Linked DNA regions of Zea mays: region 2 is linked to region 1. A link is a contact called in public Hi-C data. All regions are on one chromosome and are shown on one strand. Each heading gives the region's core, a stretch centred on a gene start, on an enhancer-like site or on the middle of the called end of the contact. The rest is flanking DNA. Distances are from core to core; before and after follow the strand shown. Region 1 holds the start of LOC100381466 (putative elongation factor 1-gamma 2). Region 2 has its middle 63 kb from the start of LOC100381466.

Evidence for each region. Hi-C and Micro-C count contacts between places; a contact is called where the count stands out from the background.
Region 2: a Hi-C map of leaf shows a contact between it and region 1, with 4 times the contacts expected there. The contact joins the enhancer-like site here to the promoter of LOC100381466 in region 1. A contact is called at or near these places in 5 of 25 Hi-C or Micro-C datasets (leaf and leaf mesophyll).

Annotation. Positions count from the first base shown.
Region 1 is chr5:158,478,603-158,484,824 of Zm-B73-REFERENCE-NAM-5.0, reverse strand. It overlaps LOC100381466 (putative elongation factor 1-gamma 2), which reads left to right and starts at 3,447. Exons shown (of 8, transcript NM_001361431.1): 1 at 3,447-3,546; 2 at 3,647-3,689; 3 at 4,748-4,897; 4 at 4,969-5,029; 5 at 5,117-5,169; 6 at 5,266-5,367; 7 at 5,443-5,932. The coding sequence starts at 3,681.
Region 2 is chr5:158,541,447-158,547,668 of Zm-B73-REFERENCE-NAM-5.0, reverse strand. No RefSeq gene overlaps it. Among protein-coding and RNA genes, the nearest start is that of LOC100381466, 63 kb to the right of the region's middle. Within about 2 kb of position 2,713, at least 14 of the 20 cell types and tissues checked have an H3K27ac peak or open chromatin away from gene starts, as enhancers often do. A contact at or near this core is called in leaf and leaf mesophyll, where this site is marked.

The DNA.
Region 1 (6,222 bases), core at 2,198-4,697:
AAATAGCATCTTAATGAACTATTATTAGCAGAAAGTCAGCACAAAAGGTGAGCAAAATGACGCTCCATCGCAGTGAATGGTACAGTCGCTTCTCCATGCATAGATCTCCATATGGAATCTGGCAGAAAAAATGACTGTGCATATATCCATGACCATGAAATCTCACTGTACGACATATATTATTGTTTCGCTTGAGATGTCCATCAGAAACGCCAGAAAATCATGCCAAGAATAATCACTATAGGTGTAGTATGTGTAAGCCAAATAAACGCTTTTTTTTGTTGCTAATGTCACTTTTCATATGCTATGCTACATGTTCACAGAAATATATGGATGAAATAATTTCCCATAAAAGCCAGATTCTGGTTTTATGATGATGGTTAAGGTGCATACGTATATACAGTAGTTTTTTTTAATCACTCCTAGAGAGAGACAGTGTGTGAAAGTAATCCGCTCACTGTCACAATTAAGACGTAAGAAGGCGCCCAGCTCGATCTGTGCCGAACAAAAATGTAGCTTTCTCTGAAGGCTCTGCAGATCCAATGGGATCATGGCTTTTGTGCAAAACGACACTGTGTCCTCCACGCTACATGGACCCTCGTGTGTGTGGGAGGGGATATACTATGTACAATATAACAAGAGCAGAAAACCGCTTGCATATTATTCAGTCCATAGTGAATTGATCTGGTTAATTAGTGGTGCTGAGTTTGATCCCAATGTAATTAAGGTAACCGCTTAAGTATAATAGGAAGAGTAGTATATCGATCTCTCTGACGAAGGCTTTCCATTAATTGTCAGAAAGGAGTTACAAAATACGATCAGCACAAAAACATCAGATTTTACAAGTAAGCTGCACCCGACCGAGAGTTGGTTGGCCACTTGGGTGTTGTCGGCCATATATGAAGGAAATCGAGAGGGTCCGCAGATCCTTTCTTTGGAAAGAAAGAAAAACACAAGGCAAATGGAGGAAGGAGGCCATTCCTAACGACCGAAAGCGGATGCTGTGAGCTGTTAGGAATGGCAAAAGGAAGAAGAAGAAGAAACAAAAAAAAAAAACAAATTCTATGAAATTTTATTTCCCTATGGATTCAGATCCGGGACGCGTACAGCTGCACAGCCTGATGTGGAGGACACCGTCACCTGGACCTGGAAACGGGCGACGACGGAGAATACGCTGCCAATAGTTTGCCTCCCAAATCGTGCTTCGAGAGCCATTCCGCAACAATTTGATTTGGAAAGCAAAAGCAGAAAAATAGATGCGAGTTCTTATATTAACGTGGGCGCTGATCCAAAACAAAATCCTAACAGCTGATAACCTGGCAAAAACAGGATGGCCACGGCAAGAGACACGGCTCCGTCTTTGTCTTTTATGTCCTTTTCCGGCTGTAGTTTATTGGAAGCAGGTGCTAGGGTGGGACCGTGGGAGGGAGCATCTCTCTCTCATCCCTATCAATTTCGACTCCGCCGCAAATTAGTGGGAATGGCAACTAGATAGAGCGGTGCCGAAAGAGAAGGGCTAATTCAATGTGGAATTTGTGTGTTGAGGGTTGTATTAAATAGGAAAGAGCAATAGTTTTAGACCGTCTTCAACAGTCATACATTTTATATTAAAGTTCACTCTACGGACAATATAACATATGGTTTTTTTACGACCATATACAAGCTTCGCTAAAGACAACCTAACGAGGATGGTTTAGTCCTTTGGCTATGGGCGTTGGTAGTCTATGATAGTTTTTGTGTGCGTCGTGGTCCTCTTCACCCTTTATAATGAGGACGGTCAAATGATAAGTTTCTTTAAAAGATTTATGACATATCAAAACACATAGTAAAATACAACAACAAAAAAAGCTAGAATGAAAATTGCCATTTTTGAAGATATGATCTAATTTGGGGCTTCAAATCTTTCACTTAAACAAATATCATAAGACGAGGATGTGATCACCAAAGCATGCCCTAAGTGGCTGCAGCAAATGCCTAAAACAATAGTACGCTATTAAAGAAACAAGAAAAGTATAGAAGAATAAGAATACGCTAACTTCGAGCTAGTGGATAAGGTTGGCTAGGGGCAGGATGGAGGATTGAGCCACATCCACTTGTTTGGGGACTAAATGCCATCTCACAAGATTTCGAGATTATGTTAGACATGAATGACAGATCAGATGATGTTTGAAACTATATTATGGCTGATTTGGTGGAAGGAAAATTGGAGGGGCTCCACGGGAAACTTGATTAGCAAGGGAATTTCTACCCCATTGACCCTCTTCAATTCTCTTCCCACCAAATTAGCTCTTAGGACTAGTTTGGAAGGCACAAAACCGGAGTGGATTGGAGGCGCTAAAATTTAATATTTATTCAAATTTCCTCCTTATTCAATTTTAAATAAGCAAGAGATTTTAGCTCCTCTAATTCTCTCTGGTTTTAGACATCCAAACTAGCCCTTAGTGTGAAAAAAAATCTATTACCAAGCACGAATGTATCAGTCGTCAAGATTTCCCTTTTCAAATTTTTTTTGGAAGGGCCACACTGCCAATCGATTAAGAGAGAAAGGTGAGAGGCTGAGGTGCACCTGACACCACTCGGGTCCTAGCACCTTGCGAACTATACAACTAAAGCTCGACTGGGTCCTCATCAGCCTGTACTTAGGGCGGCCTGATAACTTCAGTCCCAGTGTATCTGTTTGGATCTTTGATCCGGGCATATGCGTTGTAGTTGCCATTTTTTAGCTAAACTATTTTCTCGGTTTTTAAATATTTGTAGTTCGCTAGTTTATTTTATAACTAAAACGCGACAAAATAAAAAAATTAAGAGAGTACTATTTTCTATTTGATTACAAAGATACGCTGCCCTCTCGCGTATTCTCAAAATAGAAAGTGATGCTAATCGTACATGCCTGGAGGACATTCTTCATGTGCCTCATGTTTCTTTAGCATCAGGCCATAAACACATTTTTCATTTCTTTGGGACACAAGAACACGTGGTGAGCAGCACACGACTCCCGCTTGCTTCCTTCTTGCGGCGCAGAGAGCCAGGCGCCGCGAGGCGCGGCAGAGAAACCGCGACTGATCGATCAACGAGCGGAATATTGTTTTTTTTTTGTTTCGTGAGCTTTCTCTTCATTTCAGCCCATTATTTAATAAGCCCAGACCATAGACTACTCACTCGCGTACTGGCTATGGGACCAAAAAAAAACACACAAACGGCAAGGCCCAATTGAGTCCACATGGATGGACGCTGATAGCCCCTTGCCAAGCGAAAGCGAGGCTTTAGTAGGCCAACTCTGAGTGAAATTTGGGCTTCTACTCTGGTGGGCCTTGCTCGACTCAGAATCTCGGGCCAATGCGAGCCGTTCAATCAGTTTTTTCGGATACCACATCCAACGGCTGAGATCGCGTGCGCGCAACCTTAGGCACGAGGTCCAAGTATTGCGAGCTGCGCCTCCATAAGACGGCTCGTCGGCAACGCTAGGGTTTTTGGCTACTCCGCCTCCGCTCTCCCCCCTGCTGCGCGCTACTCGCCCGATCTCGCGGTGCTGGTAGCGGTGAAAATGTAGCGAGAGAAATTCGTGTTATTGTCTTGATTTATAGTGTTCTACTCGTGTTTGATTTCGCTGATTTTATTTTCTTCTTCTTCTGTTGCTGTTATGCAGATCTGAGATCGAGTGAAGCTAGCTTTTCATCGATATGGCGCTTGTAAGTGTTTTTTCTAACTAGCACTAGTTATTTAAGTACCTATTTAAGTAGTATGTTGCTCTTAGATTTTCGAAATGCTAGGGGCGTTTAAGTAGCTTGTATTAGCGTGGTTATTTTATTGTAATTTCCATTCGCGGGTTTCTGTGGATTACTACTGTGCAGCCTACATCGTGGATATATGTTATATCTCACATTAACATAAGATTTGGTCGCTAAATTATTGTCCATGGATGGATATAGTTGATTACCCTTATCTTGTTTGCCTTACCTGTTTGTTAGTTACATCTTGGCCCATTTTGACTCGTTAGAGATTGAATTCATTTAGATGCTTACTGAAGTTATGAAAATGGTATCACCTCCCATTTATTCCCATCATCAGATGGTATAATTAGAATGAAGTTGTGACGTAGCAGACGCCTCCTGTTTCACAGGTGATTTCCATAGTGGTTTTATTTAAACATATGGTCGGTCTTTGCCACTCTTTTAGCCAGGCATTCATTGCTTTTAACATTAGGTAGTCTCTGATGCTGATTTGCATAGTAGTTTTCTTTTAACATGTTTGTATATTAATATGCTGCAAGCTGACGAGCATCAAGTCATAGACGATATAATTCTTGCTCTGAGCTTATAATTTTGTGTTAACATGTTACATGTTTGTTGTTTCCAATACAATAAAAAACTCACTCAACTTTTCCCTGAGCTGATAAGCAGAATAGAGTTTAGTTCTGACTCTTCTGACTGAGCACAAAAGGCATATTCAACTTTTCAAGCCCATTTGACTTTATATTTTCCTAACTTTTGTACTAGAGATAGGCATCAGTATGTAGTTGTGGTCTTCTTCATATGATTCCACACTGTTATCAGTTGACACCAATTGTTTACTGGCTTCAGTTGTGCTAGATCAAAGATTGTTTTTTTTCTTTTTCTTTAATTTTTTCTGATTGTCTGATTGATTCTGCAACTTATATTATTAGTTTTTCTGATATATATATGTTTCAGATTGTGATATGTTATGTGTCGGTATGTAGCCATCTGACCAAACCTTCTGCACTGTGTAGGTACTGCATGCTGGCAGTAGTAACAAAAATGCATTCAAAACACTAATTGCCGCGGATTACAGCGGCATCAAGGTTGAGTTGGTAAAAGACTTTCAAATGGGGGTTTCCAACAAAACACCAGAGTTCCTCAAGATGAACCCTATTGGGAAGGTATAAAAAATTCTGTATATGTTAAGATGGTGATAAATAGTCTAGGATGTAATTTGGGCGCTTCTTTGCAGGTTCCTGTCCTGGAGACACCTGATGGTCCTGTCTTTGAGAGCAATGCAATAGCAAGATATGGTAATTTAAATGTTGCAACAATTGGTTTGTTTAGTCTTTTGTTTGCATTTATTTGATTGAGCACCGAATTCTGTCATCTCCCTGAAGTTACTCGCTTGAAGGCTAACAACCCACTTTACGGATCTTCACTGATTGATTATGTGAGTAATGTTCAATATTTCATTCAAATTAATTTTATATTTCTTGAATTTTTTTGCTTAGATGTTTCTGTCCGTTTGAACCTGTGCTTGTTTCAGGCCCATATTGAGCAGTGGATGGACTTTGCTGCGACAGAGGTTGATGCCAGCATTGGAAAGTGGTTGTACCCACGTATGGGGTTTTATCCCTATGCTGCTGTGGTATGTATTGCCATGTGGGTAGCACTTCTTTCTCAATAGCTTGATTGTAGTCTCATATTCTCATTTGCTCAACAGACAGAAGAATCAGCCATTGCTGCTTTGAAGAGAGCATTCGGTTCCCTGAACACCCATCTTGCATCAAACACATTCCTTGTTGGGCATTCAGTGACACTTGCGGATATTGTGCTGACATGCAATCTTTATATGGGCTTTAGCCGTATCTTGACTAAGAGTTTTACCTCAGAGTTCCCTCATATTGAGAGGTACTTCTGGACCATGGTTAACCAGCCAAACTTCAAAAAGGTCATTGGTGACGTGAAGCAGGCAGAAGCTGTGCCACTTCTTCCAAAGAAGATTGCTCCGGCCAAAGAGCAGAAGCCTAAGGAAGCCAAAAAGGAGGCCCCGAAGCCTAAGGAAGCTGAGAAACCAGCAGAGGAAGAGGAGGCTCCAAAGCCTAAGCCAAAGAATCCCCTTGATTTGCTTCCTCCGAGCAAGTTGATTCTTGACGATTGGAAGAGGCTGTATTCTAACACGAAAACCAACTTCCGTGAGGTTGCTATTAAAGGTATGTTTTTAACAATGACTATGGTTACATAGTTTTAACAATGATTTTTTTATAGTTTTAACAATAATTATGCTTACATAAGATATTACTAATTAGAAAGATAAACTATTGAGTAACTTTAAGCAAACATGTGCCTCAAGTTAAATAAGACAGCTGGTCAATTTGGGCCTGTTGGGCTGATAGTCAAGGCCACTGTTCCAGCTGCTGCTGCTTGAGTATTGCTGAGAATATACAACTGTTGGATGGATGAAAGCTGCGGCTGCAACTAGCAGCCGAACAAGTTACAGCTG
Region 2 (6,222 bases), core at 1,464-3,963, 64 kb before region 1:
AATTAGATCATTTAGATCAACATCTGATGAGCCATCAAAAGAGAAAGTGTTTGCAAATTTGGTGCAACATTCTCTTAGTTCAATAGTATCCAATGACTTCAAGGTTATGGAGTCCATAAAAAATCCAAATATGTCTTTGAATAATTGGAGTTCTTCAAATCTACTTTTCAATGAACTAATTGCAATACCAACCATGACCAAAAAATAACTAACTTCGAAAGCTTTTTCAGCTTCAAGATTTGCTTCCTCACAATCAGTTTCATCATATTGTTTCTTCCTCTTAGCATGACGTTTCACTAGAAATGATGGCTCTACACCCAATTCAGATGCAATCTCTTTGGCAATGATCAAACTAGAAGCAAATCCATTATTTCTATAGTTCTGAAACTAATTCACTGTATCTTCTATTCTCATTAATGTAGCATCAATGCACATGGATGAGGATTGCAACTGCTTGCTCACTTTGTTTACTGTAAATAAAATATCATACCAAATAACCATACCAAGTATAAAATCAAAGGTACCAAGAAGATCAAATAATTTTTTTGCATCACTTTTATCCTTTGGTTCGGTATCCTTATCGGTACTCAACTGAAGCAAAGCTGACCTTATCTGAGGAGCTTGAAATCTTATTGCTTTGACACTTTTAATCCGACTCTCCCAACGAGTATTGCACCATGACTTCGCAGTTAAGCTTTCAACATGATCCTTCAAAACATCCCATCTTTTAGTAGAACTAGAGAACAATGTATATACTCGATGCACAATCCCAAAAAATGAAATAGCTTTGCCACAAGATTTAGCCATGTCACAAAGTGCAAGATTAAGACTATGACAAGCACATGGCATAAATAAAGCTCTTGGATTTATATCAAGCAGTGGTCTTTGCACGCCCTTGTGCTTTCCTTTCATGTTAGATCCATTATCATAACTTTGACCCCGAACATCTTCAATATTTAGGCCACGGGACTTAATGGAATCAAGTAATGAATTAAAAAGTCCCTCACCGGATGTATCATCTACCTTCATTAAACCCAAAAAATACTCCTCAACTTTATGAGTAGACATATTAACACATCAGATCAACAAACTCATTTGTTCTTGATGACTAACATCAGGGGTACAATCAAGGATAACTGAAAAATATTTGGCCTCTTTAACAGTGTTTATGATAGATTTAGTGATGTCAGAAGCCAAAAGAGAAATAAATTCATTCTGAATTTTATGACTAAGATAGTGATAATGAATCTCATTGTTTTGAATATGTCTGAGGTGATCTTGCATAACCAAATCAAATTCAGCAATCATCTCAACACAAGCTAAGAAATTACCATTTTGATCATTGTAAAGTTTCTCACTTGGTCCTCTAAAAGCTAAATTCCGCTTACCAAGAAATTTCACAACAGCAATTATTCTTTGTAAAACTTGCCTGATACGCTCTTTCTCCTTTGTGATTTGCTGCTGAATGTTTTTGTCAATTGTTTCATGCTTATCAAGCCTCACCCTCAGTTCATTCCAAGGGTTCATGCTTGTAATATGTTTTATACTAGCCTCATGTTCTTTCAACCTCTCATTAATATTCCTCCAATCTCTGAACCCCTCATAACCCAATGAACTGTTGCAGTTTTCTGTATTGAAAAGCTTGCATGAAAAACAAAACACTCTATCAACGTGTTTGGAATCTACCAACCACTTTCTATCATAAACTTCTCCATTGCTCATCTTTCTAGAGTAATGAGTATATGAAAAATGTCTGCCATTGGTATCCAAAGGAAATTCAATATTTTCATCTCTGATGGATCCCTTCTCTACTAATATGTCCTTTGACTTGTTATCAAGATTATCCCAATTTATTGAATCATAGATATCCTCAGTAAAAACAGGTTGTTCATCAACACTAGCATTTTCTGTAGGAGGTGAATTAACCATAGGCTCATGATCAATTTTTTCTTCTGGTGTAAAGCCCTGATCTTCTAGCTAATTATCAGGTTGCTCCTCTATAGCAACTATAGCCATCTCATTTTGATTCCTTGAAGTTCTTGAATTACTAGAAAAAAAATTTGTCCATAGCTCCTCTCCGCGTTTCTATGAACTTATTTGCTCGTTTCTTCCTCTTCGTTTTCTCAGAACCAGATGGATACTTTCTAGATGACAAGACTATATGCCGAAATTAAAAACAGAATTATGAATTGAAGTTATCGCTTAGTTACAAGAATAAACTTAAAGAATTATTACCGATTATGGAATACAGAAATTTCGAAGCAACGTCACGTCACCACGTCGTCTTCTGGGATAACATTAGAAAATGTCACGTCGTTAGAAGGAGGAGGTTGCCGCCCTCGCAGGCCACGAGCATGAAGTAGGGGAAGAGTGTGGTGGAGCACAGGCTACGCAGCAGGGCCGCCAGGGCGCCGTGCATGTCCGGCCGCCGGCTGGCGACATCAAGGATGGAGGCGTGAGTCTTGGAGGTGGTGGCGGCAGCCCCGACCTGCTGCTACGAGACACCGAGGCATCGAGGCAAGACCGAGACACAGGTAGCCAGGTATGGGCGTACGACCCGACAGGAAGACAGGAGGAAGGACTCGAAGGCCGAAGCGACGAACGGATCAGGACGAAGCGTTTCCGTGATGCAGTTTGCTAGTTTCTACTCCTGGCGGTTCCGTACTTCCATGATCTGCTCGACTGCTCTGCTCCTTGTCGTTTTGTTCCGACTGCTCTGCTCCTTGGTGTCAGGGGTGGGGCCCATCATTCCGGGGGGCCCAGGGCGACCCCCCCCTTAGGGTCGTCGCTAGTTTGGAGAAAACCATCACTTTCATACTTGCGCACTTGGGGTGCATGGCGAAAGTCAATGTACCAGTTAATAAAAAGCGCAAGTTTGGACCAAGGACAGTGGATTGTGTCTTTCTGGGATATGCTTCGTGTAGCATAGCGTATAGATTTTTAGTAGTTAAATCTGAAGTTCTTGATGTATATGTTGATACTATTGTGGAATCACGTGATGCTACTTTCTTTGAACACATATTTCCAATGAAAGACATTCATAGAAATTCTAGATACTCTTCTGAGATAACTCCTAAACATAGTACACCTGTTGAGAGTTCTGAACAGCCACATGAAATTGTCCTAGAGGAGGATAACAATGATGCTCCTAAAAGGAGCAAGAGACAAAGGGTTGAAAAATCCTTTGGTGATGATTTCATTGTGTACCTTGTGGACGATACTCCTACTACCATTATGGAAGCATTTGCATCTCCAGATGCAGATGATTGGAAAGAAGCAGTTCATAATGAGATGGACTCTATTCTTTCAAATGGTACGTGGGAAGTCACTAATCGACCCTATGGCTGTAAACATGTGGGTTGTAAGTGGGTGTTTAAAAAGAAGCTCAAGCCTGATGGTACAATTGAGAAGTACAAGGCTAGGCTTGTGGCTAAAGGCTATACTCAGAAAGAAGGAGAAGACTTCTTTGATACTTACTCACCTGTTGCTAGAATGACTACTATTCAAGTACTACTTTCTTGGCTGCCTCGTATGGTCTCCTTGTCCATCAGATGGATGTAAAGACAACTTTTCTTAATGGAGAGCTGGACGAGGAAATCTATATGGAACAACCTGATGGATTTTTAGTAAAGGGTCAAGAAAGCAAGGTGTGCAAGTTATTGAAATCTTTGTATGGTCTGAAGCAAGCACCAAAGCAGTGGCATGAGAAGTTTGACACGACTCTAACGTCTACAGGCTTTGCCATTAATGAGGCAGACAAGTGTGTATATTATCGATGTGGTGGGGGCGAAGGAGTTATATTGTGCTTATATGTTGATGATATATTGATATTTGGCACAAACATTGATGTGATCAATGAAGTCAAGTCTTTTCTATCAAAGAGTTTTGATATGAAAGATCTTAGAGAAGCTGATGTGATTCTAAACATCAAGCTGATTAAGGCAGATGGTGGGATTACTCTCTCGCAATCTCACTATGTTGAAAAGGTTTTGAAGCGATTTGGCTTCTTTGATTGCAAACCTTCTCCAACACCTTATGATCCTAGTGTGACACTGCGAAAGAACAAGAGAATTGGTTTAGACCAATTAAGATATTCTCAGATCGTCGGTTCACTCATGTATCTTGCTAGTGCAACATGGCCTAATATTTCGTTTGTTGTGAGCAAATTGAGTAGGTTCATGTCAAACCCTAGGACTGGTCATTGGCATGCACTTGAGCGGGTTATGCGCTACTTGCACGGTACAATGAGCTATGGAATTCACTATTCTAGTCAGCATGTAGTACTTGAAAGATATAGTGATTCAAACTGGATATCTGATGTAGATGAGCTTTATGCCACCAGTGGTTATGTCTTTACTATTGGCGGAGGTGCGGTATCATGGAGGTCATGCAAGCAGACTATCTTGACGAGGTCAACCATGGAAGCCGAGCTAGCTGCACTGACACAGCAATTGTTGAGGCAGAATGGTTGCGTGAACTCTTGATGGACTTGTCGGTGGTTGAGAAACCAATACCGGCTATCCTTATGAACTGTGACAATCAGACAATGATTGCTAAAGTGACAAGTTATAAGGATAATGGGAAGTCATCAAGACATGTCAAAAGACGATTGAAGTCTGTTAGAAAGTTGAGAAACTCCAGAGTTATAAGTGTGACTTATATTTCAACAGATAAAAATCTGGCAGATCCTTTTTACAAAGGAACTACCATGTAATGTGATAGAAATCACATCGAGAGAGATGGGTATGAGACCCATATAAGTTGCCATGGTGGAAACCCAATCTATGTGATCGGAGATCCCGTGAATTAGGTCCTGGGAAGAATAAGCCATTAGTGAACTGAGGAGAGTAACCTTTGACCCTCTCTAAGTAAAGATGCAATACTCTCAAATGCTGTAAGGCAGGTTGGCTTTGTGCCTTAATGTGTTTTGTTGGCTTTTATTAGCGAAGATGTTGTCCTTTAGAACATTCTTGAAAGAACACACCTATATGAGTTAGACTGTCTAACATCGCAGTATATGAGATCTGGGTGATCTCTAGTAAACTCATGAAGAGACCTTGGAGTACGGCGTATATGCTCCACCCAAGAAGGTGACTACTGGTAGCCAGGTACTGGTTATGGCTTTAAGTGAAACCCATTCACACAAAACTTGCAATTCAAGGCATAGTCCATTGTCCAAGTTGTGGGTTGGTGTAGCTTGGAGTTCTAGGTGGAAGTTCAACTTAACAGTCTCCACTGAAATACTAGTATATTAAACAGTAGTGAACAGTGGTAAAACTGCAGATGGGCATTTGATCTGGTGAGGGATTGTTGGATTTATGGGCTAGGCCCAATTGAGAAATTCAATTAAATCCTAGAAAAAACTCAAAAGCCCATGTATGGGTATGGCTAGGGAATGGTGGAACAATTAGTACCATATTGCTAGTCCAAGTGGAGTGGAACTAGTTTAAATATGGAGGCTACACTCACTCACCAAGTCATGGATGAGAGGAGAGAGTGTGGAGAACCACACGCGCGTGCGCTCGCTCGCCTGGCTGGGCCAGGCCGAAGGGCGCGGGCGCACGACATGCACGTGAATGGTCCACCGAAATCCGGCCCCTCACCTTGCGGGGGTGCAGCTTCCTTTTGCCGTTTTATTTTTTGGTTGCTTGGCTGATAAGTTTAGAGTTGTTGGTTCATGGATTACGTGCAGATCGGATCGCGGATCGTTATCGGTTCACGGACTCGGCCATATATAAGGCGCCTGGCAGCCAGCGTCAAACCCATCCCCAACACAAGTTAGGTTTTCGCCTCTACTCATAACTGCGTCTCCATTGTAGTTCTCTTCATCCCGACCACCGACGTGCATCTGCGTTCGGGAGAGCAGGTCTCTGGAACCCTTTGCCTTCGAGATCCTACACCGGGAGAGGGCGAATAAGGTTTTTGGGAAGCGTCCTCACATGAATGCTCGCGATCTTGTCGTCGACCCTGCTGCTTCGACGTCATCGGCCCCACTTGAAAGGGAAATAGGGTTAACCATTTCCTATAATTAATTTTGGTGGTTGACGACCAACGCGAACACGTGGACTAACTAGTTTGTCTAGAATTCATGTATTACAGGTGCATTAGGTTCAACACAAACCAAGAAAGAAAACAAATTAGGGACACAATTAAAAATGGAGTAAGACCTAGAGTGCTGAAAAATGGCGCACCGGATAGTGTCCGGTGCACTAGGGCCGTACA